2 separate regions of the Pan troglodytes genome follow, and region 2 is linked to region 1. A link is a contact called in public Hi-C data. All regions are on one chromosome and are shown on one strand. Each heading gives the region's core, a stretch centred on a gene start, on an enhancer-like site or on the middle of the called end of the contact. The rest is flanking DNA. Distances are from core to core; before and after follow the strand shown. Region 1 overlaps DRD3 (dopamine receptor D3). Region 2 overlaps ZBTB20 (zinc finger and BTB domain containing 20).

Region 1 (5,096 bases), core at 2,098-4,597:
TTAAAGGAGACTGAGAAATTATCCTCTTGGCCTTGAAGGAGCAAACTGCTATGTTTTGGAGAGGGTCATTTTTTAGGAGATGGCAAAAGGCTTACAGGAGCTGAGAACAGCACTGGTTGACAGTCAGCTAGAAAGTAGAGACCTCAGTCCTGCAACTGCAAGGAACTGAATACTCCTAACAACCTGAATGAGTGTGGATGAGGACCTCAGGCTCCAGATGAGAACACAACCCAGTCTACACCTTGATTTCAGCCCTGCGAGATCCTGAGAAGAGAACTTACCTACACTGTGTACACGGTGCTGACTTACAGACTCTGCAAGATAAAAATGGGTACAGTTCAAGCCTCTAAATATGTGATAATTTGTTCCACAGCAATAGAAAATGAATACACTGTTGATGGCTCCTCTTTCGCCTATAAACCAAGCTCAGCCTTCTCCAACATGGCCTCAACTTACGTTGCCAATCTGACCTCCCACTGATCCTGACACTCACTCACAGCTCCAGCCACACTGGCCTGGTGATGAGTACTCTTCAATAGTCAGAGACTGGTGTCTTTGTTCAATTAATCATTCCTTCTTCCTCCCTGGGCAACTCAATCTTGCCCTCCATTAATCTCAGATGAACTTTCCAGCCACCTTCCCACTTCTTTCCATCATGTACAGAGACTTCTAACTATGAACTCTTAGCACTTCTATGCAAATCAATTACAATGCCCTCCTGCATGCAGCTGTCTTGCCTCATGACTGAATTTGCCTCGTGGCTGGAGAGAGAGAGCTCCATATAATTTTAGTTACTTCAGGATCAAATCTTCTTACAACCTTGATATTCTCCATAGGTCCTTGTACAAAGAAAGTAATAAGAAACTGTTAACTGTCTGCCTCATGGGTCACGAAGGCCTCCTTTCCTGTAAGAGGGGAAGGCTTCCTTCCCTTCTAATCCTGGCCAGGCTCAGGGATCTAAGGTATAAGCTGGATCTACCTATGGCTCAACATTTTTTGTCTTGTCTGTTTCCAAGGAACCTGGAGCCTCCTTAACCCTTGTTGTGCACCTCAAGGCCTGGGATTAAGGAAAGGAAGGACAGATGCTGGGCTCGAAGGGATTGGGCAAGGCTTCCTGAGGCTCCTCCTGTGTGTTTCCCCTGCTCCTATGCGCCAGCACTGCCCGAATCTGCCTCTTGTGCATCTTGTTGTAGAGTAGTAACATTTGCATTCCCAAAAGGGCAGATTACAGTTAGCTGTGAGTTCTGAGATGAAGGTAAACGGTGCAGGACTTGGCCTTGACACCATGCTGTATGACAAAGGTGGCTTCTTTCTCAAAAGGGAAAAATTTGATAAGGTCAAATTAAGATCCTGCTACCCACTTCTTGGGAGGCTACAACAACCTAGTTCCCTTCATCTGATGCAAGTCCTCTCTTAAATCCCCTCCTTGGTTTATACAAGAGCAGGTCAAGTAGCAGCTGGTGTTTCTCTAGGCCTCTGACTCTCCTCAGAGCTTTAGACTCTGCCGGGGGCTTCCAGTACAATATGTCTACAAGGGCCTCGCTGTTAGTGGTAACTATGAGACACCTTGGAGGAGGGGCTGAGCCTTGAGTCCTGCTGCTGCTATGACTGAACAGCAAGGGGAAGGAATGCTGTAACTCACTTTCTCCAGGCCTTCCACTTGCATAATGTCCTCTGATGTAAAAGAGCCTGACCCGGCCGGGCGCGGTGGCTCACGCCTGTAATCCCAGCACTTTGGGAGGCCGAGGCGGGCGGATCACGAGGTCAGGAGATCGAGACCATCCTGGCTAACACGGTGAAACCCCGTCTCTACTAAAAATACAAAAAATTAGCCGGGCGTGGTAGCGGGCGCCTGTAGTCCCAGCTACTCGGGAGGCTGAGGCAGGAGAATGGCGTGAACCCGGGAGGCGGAGCTTGCAGTGAGCCGAGATCGCGCCACTGCACTCCAGCCTGGGCGACAGAGCGAGACTCCGTCTCAAAAAAAAAAAAAAAAAAAAAGAGCCTGACCCTTCTGTGTATTCAGTGGTGTGCTGGTAAATGACTAACAACAGGCTCTGTAGTTTACAAAAAGCCCTAATTTGTATTATTTGCCAATTTCTGTGGTGTCAATACTCCCACCATGGCCTATTTTAAGCTACCACCAAAGCTTTAATAACTGACACAAAAAGTTTCTAAAATTTTGCCAATCAGCTCTCGCTAGCCATGATAAGCTGGCTTCAGCAGACCACTGAGAGTTATATACTTTCCTAAATATGCTATAATGTTCAGCAACTCCCTGGAGGCTCCATTAATGAAGTGGGCCAGCAAGTGTAGGGAACCCTGGCTCTATCCATAAAGGAGGAAGCAGAGATGCAAGGATGTCAGTTATGAGCCCAAGGTTCTGCAGCAAATTGTGGCAGAGCCATGTCTCCCACCTCTGAGGTGTGTTTCTCCTGAGTGCCCTCCTCCCTCTCAAGGGCATCGACAGCTCTCTGAGTTCTTGTGGGGGACAAGGGCTTCCTCAGTGAAGTCAGCATGGCAAGGGTGGTTACCGCTTGCAGAGCACTGCGTGCGCCCACAACTGAGTTTCCTCAATTCGCTCGATTCCGTTAATTGCCTGGGGGTCCTGTTAAAATGCAGAATATCAGGCTTAGTTTCTGGAGATTTTGATTTAGTACTTCTGAAGTGGAACCCAGAAATGTGCATTTTTGTTTCTTCTTTTTTGAAATTATTTTATTTTTCGATAAGTTATTGGGGTACAGGTAGTATTTGGTTACATAAGTTCTTCATGGTGATTCGCGAGATCCTGGTGCACCCATCACCCAAGCAGTATACGCTGTACCATATTTGTGGTCTTTTATCCCTCACCCCACTCCCCATCATCTGATGCAAGTCCTCTCTCGAATCCCCCTCCTTGGGGATTCTTCCCCCAAGTCCCAAAAGTCCATTGTATCATTCTTATGCCTTTGCATCCTCATAGCTTAGCTCCCACATATCAGTGAGAACAGAAATGTGTATTTTTAACAAGCAAGTGCATCTTATGATTAGACAGGTTTTGAGAAAGTCTGCATTAGGGAAAACTTCTGTGACAAAGATTTTTGTTCACTTGGATAAGAAGTAAGAGACAAGACTACAATTTAACACTGTTACAGTAATTTTTTTCTTGCTCTTTTTTAAACATGATTAAACTGTTAGAATAAATGAGGCCCCCGCTTGTCATAAGCCGACTGCGACAGGGAGGCTGTACCGGAATTGGCCATCGGAGGGCACTATAATGCAGCAAGAACTCTGCCAGCACGGCTGGGGTGAGAAGTTCACTGCTCACCTGGGGGCTCTCCAGGCTCTGTGGGGAGGCAGAGAGGGAAAGCCCGGCGCCCTGCTTCCTGGAGCCCTGCAGGGACCCTGCATTCCCACTCAGGCCGACCGCTTAGCCTCTGACTTCCTCTCGGAGCGATTGCACGTGACCGACTGCAGGCGAGGGCCGCGCCAAAGCACCCGGAGGGCTGGGCTGGGCTTGGCCGGGAGAGAGAGGCTTGGCCCAGGGCCACCTCTGAACATCTGGCCGCTGCGCTCGCGGCGGTATTCCCGGGCCGGGACCTGCCAGCCTCGCACTGTGCGCGCCGCCCCTGCAGACCCTGAGCCAGGGACCCTCCCCTTGTGTCTGAGCTCTTAGCTCCCTGGGCCGTTTCTGGTGTGGATGACTCCGCTGACCCCAGCACTGGCAGTGTTCTTGGTGATTAAGTCCGCGGGCATGAGAAACGGACTGATCAGCTCTGAATCCCGGCTCTACCACTGAACTGTGTAGCCATGGGCCCGTGGTTTGTTTTTTCTAAGATCCAATTTTCTCATCTGTACAATGGGGATAATAATTTCTGCCCGAAAAGGCTGTAATGAATATTGAATGATATTTTCTCTGTAAACTTCTTTTTTAAGTCACAGTGCCTAGTGATTAATACTAAACATTCAAAAGACGGTATTATTATTGTTATTGTTGTCATAATTATTGTGCTAGCTCAAGGGATCAGTGATTGTTCATATCAGTGAGTTTATGGTTGTCTTCCCCTTCCTCCTGATATCAGGGAATATTAAATTTGTTTATTTATCCACCAAAAATGTACATGACACTTTCTATGTGACAGGCACTATTTGAAGTGCTTTACAAATATTAATTCATTTAATCCTCCTAACAACCCTTTGAGGTAGTTGTTATTATCTCCACTAAACAGATAAGGGAACTGAGGCTCTGACAGGTTAATTGACTTGCCCAAGGTCACATTGCTATTAAACTGTAGAGCCTGGATTTTTAGCCAGGCAGTGTGACTCTATAGCTAGGGAGCCCAGAGCCAGACTCGCACCTCAGCATCTCTGAGTAAGGGAGTGTGCTGTAATAGACAGAGGCTGCCTGAATCCTTACTCTTGCACCACCCAGTTGTGTGATCTCGGCAAGCTCACCTACCCATTCTAGTCTCAGCACCTTCATTTATATAGTGAGGGTAATACATCTCTCTCTCTGGGTTGTGAAGGTTAGCAATAATGAATGAAGAGCTCTTAGTGTCTGGCACGTAGTACATGCTAAATAAATGTTAACTATTTTTATTGTTGTTGCTTCCAGACTCATGTAAGTTAGCATTAGCATAGAGGTAGCCAGGGCATTGAAGACATAGGTGCCCCATCCTCACCTTCACCAATGAAGGTGTCACTTATTGTAATAGAGTGCTGGTGGAAAGTCAGGAGATTCCATTTCTAGTCCCACACCTGTGCTAAGAGGCTGCAGCACTTCATGCAAGCATTTAGCATTTCCGCTCAAATGAGATAACTGTGATGCCCCTTCTGACTTCCGGTTCTATGAGCAGGATGTTGCCCCTTCTGACTTCCGGTCCTATGAGCAGGATCTATATGGTTTGTCACTTACTGAAGGTCTCAGTACCTTGCAGAATTTGATTTCAATCTCAGAGCCCTGTCCCAGGGTGGGAGATGTGTGTGTGTGTGTGTGTGTGTGTGTGTGTGTGTACTGACAAGGGTTGCTCTTTAGGAAGCTAGCAGTCCAGGAGGAAAGAGGCCAGCCTGGGTGGGAAGGCCTGACTCTAACTCCCCGCCTGGGTTTAATGAGCCCCAGA
Region 2 (4,952 bases), core at 2,109-4,608, 200 kb after region 1:
GGGTGCTTTATGTACTTGCCACAGGGAAGTATTAAACAGCTCCCAGGAGGAAGGCAACAGCTATGTGGAGGCTGCGGATAGCCTGACCCAGCGCCACCCTATAACGTAGGCTGTTATGGCAAGGGATACTATTGATAAGATTTGGATTCAGAATGAGAAAGAAAACAGGTGGCTACAGCAGTAGATCTTAGGGCTTTTCTATTTTTCTAGCTCATCTCTCAGATGGCTCTAGAGAATCCCCCTCCAGATAATTCTTCAATCAGATTCCCCATTCTTGCCTTTACAACTGAACAATCAGCTTGGGAAAGTGAAATAAGTGGGCTTTCAAAACCAAATGGCCCAAGCACTGATTGTTGGCCTGGACCCAAATCTCTCTGTCTTGTGAGAAGCCACCTGAGAGGTAACAGCCTGCAGATAGGAAGAAGGCCTACCTCCTCAAACTCTTTCTGCTCTACCTTGCGACAGAAGACTTGTTCAGGAAACTCTGAGTTCAATGAGCGTTTCTACCTTGCTTCACTCAATCACCCTCACATGGTATGAGCTTAACTTAATAAATGTTCAATAATACAATTTGCACTAATTTGTATAAGAGCATTCTTTCTCGTTCTGACTCTATCAGGTCTGTTATGTGCCTAAAATATTGTATTAGGCTACAGATTCCATCGTTTTTACTTATATAAGACAAGTTCTCTTTGCCAGATTAAAGAATTAAGGTAAATCCCCTGTAACCATGTTAACACAAAATATGGCCCCAAAGGAAGGCACAAATAACCCAGGAAGGGCTGTTCAGGAGCTCAATCAGCAGCAGACCAAATTTCAAGTTCTTGCTGAGTTCACCATACATACATACCATGATAGTAATCACAAGGTAACATTTTTTAGGGGTTACTGTTCTAACTGCTTTCTGTATATGATTTCATTTAATCTTACAGCAACCATGGGAAGTAGATGATATTATTCCCATTTTACAGATGAGGAAACTGAGGCCAGAGAAACTAAGAAACTTGCTCAAGTACACACAGGCAATTGCTGGTAGACTGGCATTTAAACCCAGGCAGTCTGGCTCTAGAATTCACCCTCTTAACTGCTTCATTATATTGCATAGTTTGCCCCTTACTGAGGTCTGGCCCTTAGGGATCCACGGCTCTGTTGTAAAGCTGTGTGAAAGGCTTTGTCCACTACTACCTCCAGCTACTTCTATACCTATCCGTGATTTAGCGTGGCTTTCATGTTTTTAGGCTGTGATGCTTTGACATAGCCTCAGTTGTGTAACTTAAAGGACTCATTTTTTTAGATGTCACAGTGCAAGAAGTAAGACAACTAACTGGCACTATGGTTTAGGATTTTCTATATACAATTTTACTATAACCAAGGTCTCTTTCATTTAAGTAAAACAATAAGCAGTAAAACTGGTTGTGTCTGTGATCATCTCTGTGTAGGATGGATTTATTACAACATTTTTTTCTACACAAGTGAAAACACTCTTTAAACATACATTTGCTCATAACATTAGTTACAACAATAACACTAGAGATGTCATATATGACAGTTTTCTTTCAGATAATTCTGGGAAGTAGCCCTATCACAATTATCACAATAATTAGTATCCATGTAGTGTTTGACAGTGTATACAACTTTTTTACATGTAACATCTCATTTATTCCTTACAACAATCCTATGTGTGTTCTGAACAGGGTTTTTGTTTTTTGTTTTTTTTGACAGAGTCTTGCTCTGTTGCCCAGGCTGGAGTGCAGTGGCACAATCTCAGCTCACTGCAACCTTCAACTCCTGGGTTTAAGCGATTCTTGTGCCTCAGCCTCTCGAGTAGCTGGGATTACAGGCATGCGCCACCACACCTGGCTAATTTTTGTATTTTTAGTAGATGAGTTTTCACCGTGTTGGCCAGGCTGGTCTCAAACTCCTGACCTCAGGTGATCTGCCCGCCTCGGCCTCCCAAAGTGCTGGGATTACAGGCATGAGCCACTGTGCCCAGCCCTTCAGGACAAGTCTTATTATTGCTATTTCATATAAGAGAAAGTTGAGGCTCTCAAAATGTCTAAATGACTTGCCCAAAGTTTTGCACAGTAGCACATGGCAGTGTTGGGATTAGAAACTATGCCTCTTAAAGCTTTTTCCACTGCATAACAGTGGATCACTGAGGAATGAAACTTGAAGTGCCCAAAGATCGAGAGTTATCTTAATTCTCAGCAGAGAAAAAAGAAAGACACTGAAAGTAATGATGAAGGTTGCTTTAGAGATAAGAAATGAACACAGATAATCACACACACACACACAATTTCATGAGAAAAATCCAAACTGTTTGACCAGATTGGATTGCAAATTTTGTTCATCTAAACAATCAAGTTATCTACTAAATAGTCTGAGTTAAGACTCTTGCGATAATATTGCCACCAACTTCATTAAAAACCACAGAGACAAACCTAAACCTGCACACGTACACAACCTGATCTGACATGCCTGGTTGAATTTTATAGACACAATTCTTAAATATCTCCCTGAGTACACTGGCCCCACACTGCAGTGAACAGCCATGAAAAGCTGAATCGTTTTTGCTGATATGAGTACAGATGCGAAGGGGGACCCTGCCTCCCCATTCAAGCATGCCTCATTCCTCCAGCACACAATGCTGAGGCAATTCCTTTCCCAGGCTTTCTTTTATTTTTAACACTAATACAGTGGGAAAAAGTTTCTGCCACAGCAAGGCAAAGTCCAGGCTTTTGTGAGCATGTCCTTTTCATCCAATGGGCATTAATGTATAGATTCCAATGGAATAAATCTGAAATACTCTACTGTAGAAGATTTGTCCCCCATTGAAAACAAATCTTGATTAGATGGTTATTCAGGGAGTGTATAGGAAGGAATGGTGTGAAAATGCTAACTCTATTCTTTCTTAGATTGGCACTGAATAGGCATTTGGGCTATTCAAGAAAAAAAAAAAAAAACACACACACACACACACCCAAACCCCAACCCTATCAACTGTACAAAACCACAAAACTTTACATAGATTATGTGATCATGTGTATTTGGGGATTCTTCCCCACCCAAAATAAAAAATGCACAGTGTTATGAACACAAAACTGATGGCAAAATGAAATAGTGATAAAAATAGTTCTCTGTGTTTTAAAATAATAACTTACCTCCTTTTTACTAGAGTAAAAATATAGAGTCAGCTTGTGATGGCATTCCCTCGAAACATGGAAGGAATTGCAGTAATGAAAGTCATCATGTATTCTAAGAGACTGTTCTGCGAGAGCACAACACAGACGGGGCTAAAGCAGGGGTGAGTACCGAAGGGAAAATCTGCCTGTGGGGAATTGGGGATAGAGGGCCTGACTCTCTGTTTTGCAGGAACGTTGCTCCTGCCTGTCCCTTAAGCTGCAGGGGTTCAGGGATAGGACTTAGCATGAGAATAAAAAGCTGCCTGCTCACAAGAGAAAATGAGCAAGAAAGGAAACAGCAGGCAATACAATCTCTTTTAATTAGGTGTGAAATCCAGTTCTTTCTCAATCAGGAGAGCAAAAGGATATATAAAATGAGACTAGTGCAAGGGTAAGATGCTACAGAGGGGGATGGGGATTTGAAGTCTCTGGACTTGGAAGGAAACATCAGCTCTCAAATGAAAACCAATATAAATTTTGGTCCAGTTAATAAGCCTAAGTCAAGTGGCAGGGCCAGAAAGCCCTTGAGCTTTCAATTTGGGGCACCAGATGAGGTTAGTGGGTCTGCACATGAAACAGGGTGCAGCTTGCCAAGTTAGTCACACTAGGAAAGAGCCAGTCATCTCTGGAGAAAGGGGGGATGTATTTTGGTGACTGAGCCCCCTTATTCTCCAAACCCCCTGCCTGGGGTAAGACTTCAGTTACATGTACTTTACCTCCTCATATATGCCAAGGGAGTCCTGCTGAATCCCTGCACTATAGGAGGTATAGTAGTTTATTGCTAACAGGTTCCATCCACAGCAAATGACTCTGCACCACCCCACTCTCTCTTTCTATCTCATTAGTATCATCACAGTCTTGGGAGGTGGCTGGGAGCACTGGAGAAATCACACATGCAAGTGGAAGGCAGCAAGCAGACAAGATCTCTTTCTCCTATCTTGGCTCTATATACCTAGCATATCCCAGCTGCTATTACCTCTGTAGTGAGACTAGGGAGGGTCATCAGCCTATGGGAGGGCGAGCTGTACAGTTTTACTTACCCATTCTTGGGTGAAAACGGGGGTGTTTTGGGCCATCTCCCAATAAAGGTTCTCCTCTATCTTCCAGATTGTCTAAGCCCAGTGTGGAGGAACCATCAAGGATTTCAGCACGTTTTTTTAGCCATTGGTAACAGAATTCTTCACATAAAACATATATCAATTGTTGAAATTTGCAGAAATTTGACTTTGAACTTGCAGAAATTTGACTTTCAAACATGTATGCAGGAATGGCTACCTATGAAAGTTGGGGACTAGCTGGATGTGCTTTTTTAGTCACTACTTATTATTTTATCTAGACAAAGATTAAAAATTACTAACTTGTTTACAGTATTTACAACACCATTCTATTTATGATCCCAATACTGTAATTGGGTATGCCTTTAATATTACCTGAATTTTTATTCATTCATAGAACATTTCTAGAGAATACTTAAAAGTATTTAAAGGTCCTTGGTTTTATGTTTGGGTTTTGGGGGGTATGTATAGTTTTTATAAATGGACATGTTTATACTTTTATAGGAATAAGGTCAGTGGCTTTCATCAAAATCTCAAAGGGGTCTGTGTTTTCCCCAAATGAAGAGCTGTGGATTGAGATTCAGGCATCCCTCTTTAAAATACTTGTAACTACTTTCCATAATCAAAGCTTCTAAAACTGATGCAAACTTTGTGATTGCATTACTCTGATGCATAAGGTCTGTTGAACTGATATTTTCCATTTACTTAAGTTGAG

What was found. Hi-C and Micro-C count contacts between places; a contact is called where the count stands out from the background.
Region 2: a contact with region 1 is called in a Hi-C map of stem cell-derived neural progenitor cells, with 2.4 times the contacts expected there. The contact joins two enhancer-like sites. A contact is called at or near these places in 2 of 7 Hi-C or Micro-C datasets (induced pluripotent stem cells and stem cell-derived neural progenitor cells).

The regions. Positions count from the first base shown.
Region 1 is chr2:117,475,189-117,480,284 of NHGRI_mPanTro3-v2.0_pri, forward strand. The region is part of intron 2 of DRD3 (dopamine receptor D3); the gene reads right to left. Among named protein-coding and RNA genes, the nearest start is that of DRD3, 20 kb to the right of the region's middle. Within about 2 kb of position 3,348, at least 14 of the 24 cell types and tissues checked have an H3K27ac peak or open chromatin away from gene starts, as enhancers often do. A contact at or near this core is called in induced pluripotent stem cells and stem cell-derived neural progenitor cells, where this site is marked.
Region 2 is chr2:117,671,028-117,675,979 of NHGRI_mPanTro3-v2.0_pri, forward strand. The region is part of intron 10 of ZBTB20 (zinc finger and BTB domain containing 20); the gene reads right to left. Among named protein-coding and RNA genes, the nearest start is that of MIR568, 39 kb to the left of the region's middle. Within about 2 kb of position 3,359, at least 6 of the 24 cell types and tissues checked have an H3K27ac peak or open chromatin away from gene starts, as enhancers often do. A contact at or near this core is called in induced pluripotent stem cells and stem cell-derived neural progenitor cells, where this site is marked.